Regions from separate parts of the Zea mays genome. Here regions 1 and 2 are each linked to region 3. A link is a contact called in public Hi-C data. All regions are on one chromosome and are shown on one strand. Each heading gives the region's core, a stretch centred on a gene start, on an enhancer-like site or on the middle of the called end of the contact. The rest is flanking DNA. Distances are from core to core; before and after follow the strand shown.

Region 1 (2,700 bases), core at 121-2,620, 260 kb after region 3:
GGAACAAAGTTCTGATTGAAAGTCATTTTAATTTAAATTTATCGGAGAATTTTATCAGATTACCCAAAATATGATTTTGAGGTGTTATAAATTCTACCCCATTAAAAATAATCTAGTCCTCGAGATCAGTAAGAAAGGGATGCATAAAGTTCTATGTGTAGTTTTAACTTTTAAAAAAATTGGTTCCAAAAAGTTTTCTTTTCCAATAATTAGTAGGTTATTTGGGAAGCATAAGCATCTTTTATGTAAGACCACCTAGGAATAATGAGATGTGGTTAGAGCAAGGATAGTAAGAAAGATTAGGGCAAGGTAAGACTCCATCTTGGGTGTTGGTCCTTGACGCATCTAGAGATCTGAGTTGACTTCTCTCCTTCGTTTGATGTGGAGGATCACTTCCTTGTCGAGGCCGATTCATCCCTTCTTCGGTCTTGGTGTCTCCATCTGAGTTAGGGACATATGACTAAGATAGCTGCGAGTGGGATAGACTACATTAAGTGGGTCAAGATCTGGTTTGACGTTAGGTTGTTGGAATGGATGGTTATCACGAATATGTTGGTTAACTCGTTTGTTCATGGCCGAGTTGGTCTAAGTCACCAAATTTGTTTAAAATGTGTTTATAGGAGTAGGGTCTACTCCATTTCACCAGGATTGACTAACCTGTTAAGTAAATTATTTAGATTAGATCAGGTCCCAATATATCACATTAACTTAGATGTGATCTAGATTAGATTGGTATGACTAGCTTAGATGGGATGAGATCTAATAGATTTTGGATTAGATCATGACTGCTATTCTAGTGTGGGATTAGTATGCTTATTAGGACAAGATGAATCTATAAGGATAAGACATAATCGTTTATTATAAGATGGATCTACAAGATAGATCTGTTTTTTATGGGAGATATTCTATCTTTCTAAATATTTTACTGTATGTGATTTGATTTGACCCTAGATTATGGAAATAGTCTGCAATGCAATACCACGTAGCCATGACCCAAGGTTTGCAATACTAATGTTCTAGTCCAGACTGATGCCAAAGAGCGGTGAAATTCACTAGATAATTTTAAAGTTTTTGTTTATCTGTTTTTAGTTTCACAGCATCTTGATGTTCTACTAGTGCTTTTGATCTGTTTTCAATCGAGTCCTAGCTCCAGTTTTGCAACAAGGGCATCCACTTCATTTTGAGCGGGTCTTTCATTTTGAGCGGGTGTTTCAATTGCAATTAATCGAGTCCTAGTTTCATATGTTGTAGTTTCATGGACTGTTGTTGAGGATTAGTAATCTTAAAGAATTTTGTTAATACTTAGTAGATGCGGTTCTAGGTGCACACAACTCTTAAATAGTTTTTATTTATTTATGTGTAGTCTGTATTTATCGATTCAGAGGATGAAGGAACACGGGGTATTCAACTGATTAACTATCTCCTAAAGTTAGATTTTCATTTCTCCCGCGAGCACATGCGTCGGCCTCCCTTCTCTTCTTCCTCACTCGGCCTACCTTGGTGGCGTGGGGCACCACACAGCTGGACGCACGGGAAACCGGCCTACCTTGGTGGCGTGGCGCCGCGCGGCATCCGGAACGACGAGGCGCCGAGGGAGGAAGAAGAGAAGGGAGGCCGACGCATGTGCTCGCGGGAGAGGCGGCGTTGGTGTTATGGGCCTACTTGGGCCCTCGAGTTCTGTCGTATGGCCTGCTAGATATTCTGTGAGATGGCTGGCCCCTTGGACGGCGCAGATCGCTTGACTGCTCAGCCTGGTCGACGTTAGAGGATTTGATACCCCTCGCCACCGCCACCGCCACCGCCGGTGTCGTCTATCCTGACCCCGACACCTCGCCGCCCGGTGCCACCTCACCGCCGGATTCACATCGCCCAGTCGCCCCACCAGCCAGAACCTCGTCGCCTCGCCCGCCTTGCTCCGCAGGTTAGGCAGCCAGTACCCCCAAACCCTAGCATCCTCGGCGCTGTCGGTCGTAGAAGAGCACTGGGGGCGTGAGAGAGGGAGTCACCAGCCCTCGAGACCTCCTCCCGCTTCTACCACTCAGCCGACGCTCCCAAAAGGGGCATCTCAAATCCCACCTCACTCCCTTCGTAAGCACTCGCCTACTCACTTCTCCCATGTCATCTGCGAAATCCATGTAATATAGATTGTTCTGTGGTGTCCCACGGTATTGCCACTTGTTTTTTTTTGGTATCAGTCTTAGCAAAAGTTGGCTTCTTACCTCTTCTTATTGTACAAAGCATACCAACACTTATCTTCTCATTTGTTCCTGTTGTCCATTCCAAGTTAATATACAGTTATGCATGTGCATTGGTGCTGCTCGTTTCACCTACCAAGATCCACTATGATAATGAAAAATATTTCTACATATCCGACCAAAACGATCAAGAATATCCCAATCTGATAAATCAGTCCAAACGGGTTTACTAATAGGATGCCCTGATCCAGTACAAAATTGAGCTTTTGATAAGGATCCGACAAGGGGAGTTGCAAGGACTGTGGTATCAAAATTTTTCATTCGAGTATCTATTAGAAAAGTATTCTCCAGCATTTGATTCCTTACTAGCAAAGTATTTATTGGTACACTTGAAAGGTACCCCAGAAAATCGAAGCAAGAGTTTGTTAATTGGTTTAGACGAATCCTTTGTGGTTGAGTCCAAAAAGAGAAAAAATATTGCGAGGGGTTTCTAGTTCAAATCGCG
Region 2 (2,700 bases), core at 185-2,684, 330 kb after region 3:
CACGTGCTAGTCTCCTATAGTCGTTTTGCATACCCCCTATGAAATTTTGCATTTGTTCTCGCTGCTCATCTACATAATTCTTAAGAGATTGCAGCTTGTTTGTATTACTTACATTGGAGATATCTGGTGTGGGTCAAAGCGAAGCCGGATCCATCGCCCGTTGTCGGACGACCTTGTTGTTCCTGTCCACTTTGAAGTTTGCCAAGAACTTTGCTTTTGCCTCCTGGATCAGATGCTCCTTATGCTCCTCGAACTGGAGCTGTTCGTCGGCCGGCAAGGTTTCCCAAGTCGGCTCTATAATGTTGCTGGGGGAGACTTCAGAGCTATCTTTTGAACCGGCCATTGAGGGCCGATTTGATGGGTCTAGATGTGTTGTCCCCGTCCCCAGCGGAGTTGCCAAAAAAGTATGTTGACACCTTTTTAGGGCGCCAAACACTCAACACGAACCAACGGCGGTGCACTCTGCACAGGGGCGGACGGTCCGCGCGCAGGTGCCGGACGGTCTGCGGCCTGGTGCGAGGCTAGGGTTCCTGCCTGACGGCCGGACGGTCCGCGCCCTGGGGCCGGACAATCCGCGCGTGCGCAGGGGCGGCGGAAGATCGTCGGCGGCTCCTGGATCTCGCTCCCGGGAGGGACCCCGTCAGGGAGGAGAGATCCTAGGAGTTGTCTAGGCTCGGGCAGACCGACCTAGACTCCTCTAATCGATGTAGAGTCGAAGAGAAGCGAAGAATTTGGGGATCGGAAGGCTAAATTAGACTAGAACTACTCCTAGGAAATAAATGCGAGATAAAAGTGTTTTTGATTCGATTGATAATCACAAATCGGCTGTATACCTCTCTATTTATAGAGGGAGCTGGACCCTTTGCAAACTAATTTTTGAGTTATTTCCGCAAATCTAGGTAACAACCGTAGCACAAAAGTCGAAACCCTAAACTGCTCTGCGCACGCGCGGACCGTCCGGTCCACGGGCACGGACTGTCTGGACCATGGACCGTCCGGCCTCACGGTCGAACCGTCCGCCGGCTTAAAGTGATGCTCAACAAGTAGCCTTGAATTGCTACTCTCTGCATGCCGTACGCTTGTTTTTATCTGATTTATTCCGTGCTTGATTTAGGGGGTGTTTGGTTACACCCCGCTAAAATTTAGCCCCTGTCTCATCGAATGTTTGAACCTCCGTTCCGGGTATTAAATGTAGTCGGATTATAAAACTAATTTGTCAGCCGAAGATTAAAAGACGAGACGAATCTAGTCCAGTTGGTTAGGTCTATATTTCATACTCCTATATAAAAGTCAAATGCTTGATGTGACCCGAGCTAAACTTTAGCAGGAGCAACCAAACTCCCCCTTATGCTTGTTTTCATCGTTACGACGATCTTAAAATTCGTTGACCTGGAAATGCGTACTCTTATCCGGCAGCGCAACGAGACACTGACACGCCGGACCGACGCCGACAGTTGCCGGACGGACCTAACACTAACAGCAAGCCTTACCAGCCGCGGGATCGGACTAGGCTTGTTGGCCTCGCGTCGCGTCTCGGTCCCCTTGCCGCGGAGTCGCCACCATCGGCATCCAGCACCTTCCCCCAGCAGCAGAGCAGTCTCCGGCCGCAGCCATGGCGCCGCCCATCTCCACCTCCGACCCCGCGCTCCCCAACACTACCACAACCACCTCGTCGGCCCCCAAGTCGTCGTCTCGCCCCTTCCTCGCCCCGCTCGCAGCCTCCGCGCGCTCCCTCCTCGCCTCGGCGCGCCGCTCCCCGGTCACCACGCTCGCCGCCGCCTTCTTCCTCCTCGCGCTCGTCATGTACGGCGAGGACGCCCGCACCATCGCCGAGCTCTCCATCGACGACTACCTCTACCCGGACGCTGACCTCTACAACGTCTCCGGCCTGCCGCCCCTCGCGCTGCCCCCGCTCACCTGCGACCTCTCCCGCGGCCGATGGGTCTTCGACAACGTCTCCGTTCCGGCGTACCGGGAGAAAGACTGCACCTTCCTCACCAAGCAGGTCTCCTGCCTCGCCAACGGCCGCCCCGACGACATGTGGCAGTACTGGAGATGGCAGCCCAACGAGTGTTCCCTCCCCACGTACGTCCTCCTCCTCCAGATCTGCACCATTTACTGCTACCTCATCGCGAGCTCGCGTCTTCCATGCCCACTTGTGTGATTGCGTCTTTATTATATGGGTCTGGTCCCCCAATCGGTTGAGCAGGTTCGACGCTCGGAGATTCATGGAGGCGATGCGTGGGAAGCGCCTCATGTTCGTGGGGGACTCACTGAACCGCAACCAGTGGGAGTCGCTGGTGTGCCTGGTGCAGCCCATCCTGTCCAAGGGCAGGAAGAAGATCGTCAAGCGGGGCTCCCTCAACACCTTCTACGCCAAGGAGTATGTAACATCCGACCCACTTGTCTGAAGTGGTGCCATTGCAGCCCACTACACGGCCCAAATCGAGATGTACAAAAGGAGCAGTTAGGTCAGGACAGGGGAAGGGAGAAAAGAGAATATTCAGAACACCACCAGTCATCTTCCTCGTGAAGAAGCGGCAAGGCGAGTTTGTTGGAGTCTCACGCCCCGTTTCTCGTCGACGGCGGCCACGGGACGTGACAATTGGTATCAAAGCTTCGAGTCCTCGACAGTGCGGTGCGGTCGCGCTCTCTCGACAGCGATCCTGTCCGGCGGCCACGATTTTTTGCGGCGCTAGA
Region 3 (2,700 bases), core at 184-2,683:
CGTTAAACTGTCGAAGCTCCAGAGTAGAGATGAAGGGCTGTCCCGTGCTGGCATTGGAGAGACATACACTGAGCGTGGGAGCAGCAGCCAAGATGATGGCTTCCTCAACGACGGGGGTGGTGGCGTCGTCGACGACGATGGTGGACCAGGGAGACGCTCCGAGGGAGATATCGAACTTCGGGTAGACGTTGCTGTTATCGAAGTTGCCGTAGAGGAAAGTGGCCCTGACAAGGTAGCGCGTCCTGTTCCTGACGTTCATGGTGTAGCAGTGCTTCCTGTTGTCCGCGGGGAAGTAGCGCACGGTGGTCAGCTGCTGCTGGGTCTGCTGCAGGCCATTCTGGACCAGCAGCTGCGCGGCCTGGCCGCCAGAGACGAAGCTGGCATCAGAGGTCCACTGGATCCCAATGGCATCCGTGTGATCACGAGCTCCCCCGCAGTCCAAGCTAATGAAACCTGCAGGAGCAGGATGGGAAGGGGGCAAATTAAAGATGGTGAGGTTTAGATGTAGTACAACACACACATTCCACAAATGGATATAATTAGCTATTTGCCATTGTAATCGTTGACTCCTTGTGGTTATAATTGTGACCGAGGAGTCTGATGGCAATTTTGTGAAACCCATTCTTCGTGATGGGAGATAGCCAATTCAGAGTAGTTGCTTGCTTACTCCGTTAGGTTAGATTTACTAGCACTAACATTTATGGAATGCAAAGGAGCAAAATCAAACAGGGGGTCAGTGTGGATATGCACATTCCTCCTCTTGCAATCTCGCAAATCTGCTGGAGAAGCCGGAACATTCTCCCCATGACACTGACTATATGAGTATGCATGCGTAAACTAGGTAGAGAAAGGGCGGTGCCGCCCTAAACAAAACAACCAGGGGAAATTAAAAAAAACGAATCTTTGGACATGAGAATGGGGATTGGGACTCGGAAGGAGTCAGGAGAGCGACGGCTCACCAGGCTGCGCAGCGGACGGCGAGAAGAGGAGCAGCAGCAGGTGGAAGAGGATAGCGGCGGAGAAGGCGGCAGCCATGGAAGTCGGCTTGCAAGTTCCTCCTCTCTCGCAGCCTCCGCCACCGCAAAGCACAGTGCGCCACTTCTGCTGCTGTTGCTGTTACAAGCAGGCAGGCAGGCAGGATCGATCTAGTACTAGTCCTAGTACTAGATCAGTGTGTTGGTGGACATGGTTGGAGAAAACCTGGAAGCAAGGCGATGGACATCCAGCTTTTTCTACCACTCCGTCTGCACGCGGCGCTCGTCTTTAACTAGTGGTAAAGTGACCTTAATCGATAAAGACGGGCTGACATGGGAGTTTAGAGAGAGAATGTGTGGGAGACAGAGACTGCCAGAAGAGTAGAAAAAGGTTGGCTGGGTGCCTGGGACTCCGTCTCCGTGCGAAATGGAGAGGATCCTCAGCTCATGACGGCCGATGACAACTCATGTCAATTTTCAATATATTTATATTACTTCTCGTCTCATTGTTACCTTTACTAAAGTATCTCGTCTCTCAAAAAATAACATTTCCAAAAATTAAAATACTATATCATTTAATATATTTAATGCAATAAAAACAAATTGAGTTTCAACCTTAAATTATATATTTTAGGAAGTAAATTATATTGTTAGAAAAAATGTTAAGAATGATGTACAAAATAAAGATATGACACTAATATGGGATGTAGTATATTTAGGTCCCTTTATGGTGTGCCCTAAATTTTTTTGATAAAATTTTGTAAAATAGGGCATTGTTATGATTGTTTTTAATGATTAAGTCTATATTTCAAGACGTGGCAGTGATTTATGCCACAGGTAAAGAGCATCTCCAACAATGTGCCACAAAATAGTCCCTCAAAAATTAAAACAATACATAATTTAACATGTTAAGGCATAACAAAACAAATTGTACTTCAACAGTTAGGCCCTAAATCATCCATCTTAGGAAGTAAATTGTATTATTGGGAAATAAAATGTAGAGAATGATGTAGAAAACAAGGATATGACGCTAACCTAGGGTGTAATATATTAGGGTCACTTTATGGTGTGCCCCATATTATTTTTTTATGAAAAATATAAAATAAGACACTATTGAAGCTGTTTTTATGATTTGAGCCCTATATTTTAAACTACGACACTGATTTAAATCACAGTTAGAGATACTCTTATAGTGGAATAGGGACTCACTAGGGACCTCTTTGGAACATAGGGATGATATAGGAATTTCACATGAATTGGTTAAAATATAGAAAAATGTAGGATTCAAAAAATATTCTTTTGTTCTAAAGGGGTTTAGACTAATTAGAGCTTATTTGGCTAGAGCCATATCAGGTAAGCTATTTTTTCAACAATTGCACTTTATCATTGGCATCTTGCTCATCTACACACATTCAGACTCACATCTACCCACATCCAGACTCATCCAGACTGTCGGATAGAAATCCCATCATCGCTGAAATCTATGTCAACGGTTAATTTATAGTGATAGGGTGATCCACCAGTGCTACATGGATAACCCAATAGTGATATAAACACATCATAGTTGGTTCATATCAGAAACTGATAATATTATTTATACATATCATTACCAGATATCATCTTAAACCGTTAGTGGTATCCTGAGTGATACTACCAGTTTAGACAACAACCCAACAATTATACTCATGACACTAGTGCCGGATCACACGATAGTGGATTGTCAATT

The links. A called contact is a pair of places that touch in the nucleus more often than the background predicts.
Region 1: a contact with region 3 is called in a Hi-C map of endosperm, with 2.6 times the contacts expected there. The contact joins the promoter of LOC103654264 here to the promoter of LOC103654267 in region 3. A contact is called at or near these places in 2 of 25 Hi-C or Micro-C datasets (endosperm and leaf).
Region 2: a Hi-C map of endosperm shows a contact between it and region 3, with 2.0 times the contacts expected there. The contact joins the promoter of LOC103654263 here to the promoter of LOC103654267 in region 3. A contact is called at or near these places in 2 of 25 Hi-C or Micro-C datasets (ear and endosperm).

The regions. Positions count from the first base shown.
Region 1 is chr4:188,302,212-188,304,911 of Zm-B73-REFERENCE-NAM-5.0, reverse strand. LOC103654264 (inactive poly [ADP-ribose] polymerase RCD1) reads left to right here and starts at 1,370. Exons shown (of 10, transcript XM_035967468.1): 1 at 1,370-2,088.
Region 2 is chr4:188,230,567-188,233,266 of Zm-B73-REFERENCE-NAM-5.0, reverse strand. It overlaps LOC103654263 (protein trichome birefringence-like 28), which reads left to right and starts at 1,434. Exons shown (of 4, transcript XM_035967465.1): 1 at 1,434-2,085; 2 at 2,210-2,700.
Region 3 is chr4:188,559,417-188,562,116 of Zm-B73-REFERENCE-NAM-5.0, reverse strand. It overlaps LOC103654267 (probable LRR receptor-like serine/threonine-protein kinase At1g67720), which reads right to left and starts at 1,433. Exons shown (of 15, transcript XM_008681100.3): 1 at 960-1,433; 2 at 1-453. The coding sequence starts at 1,035.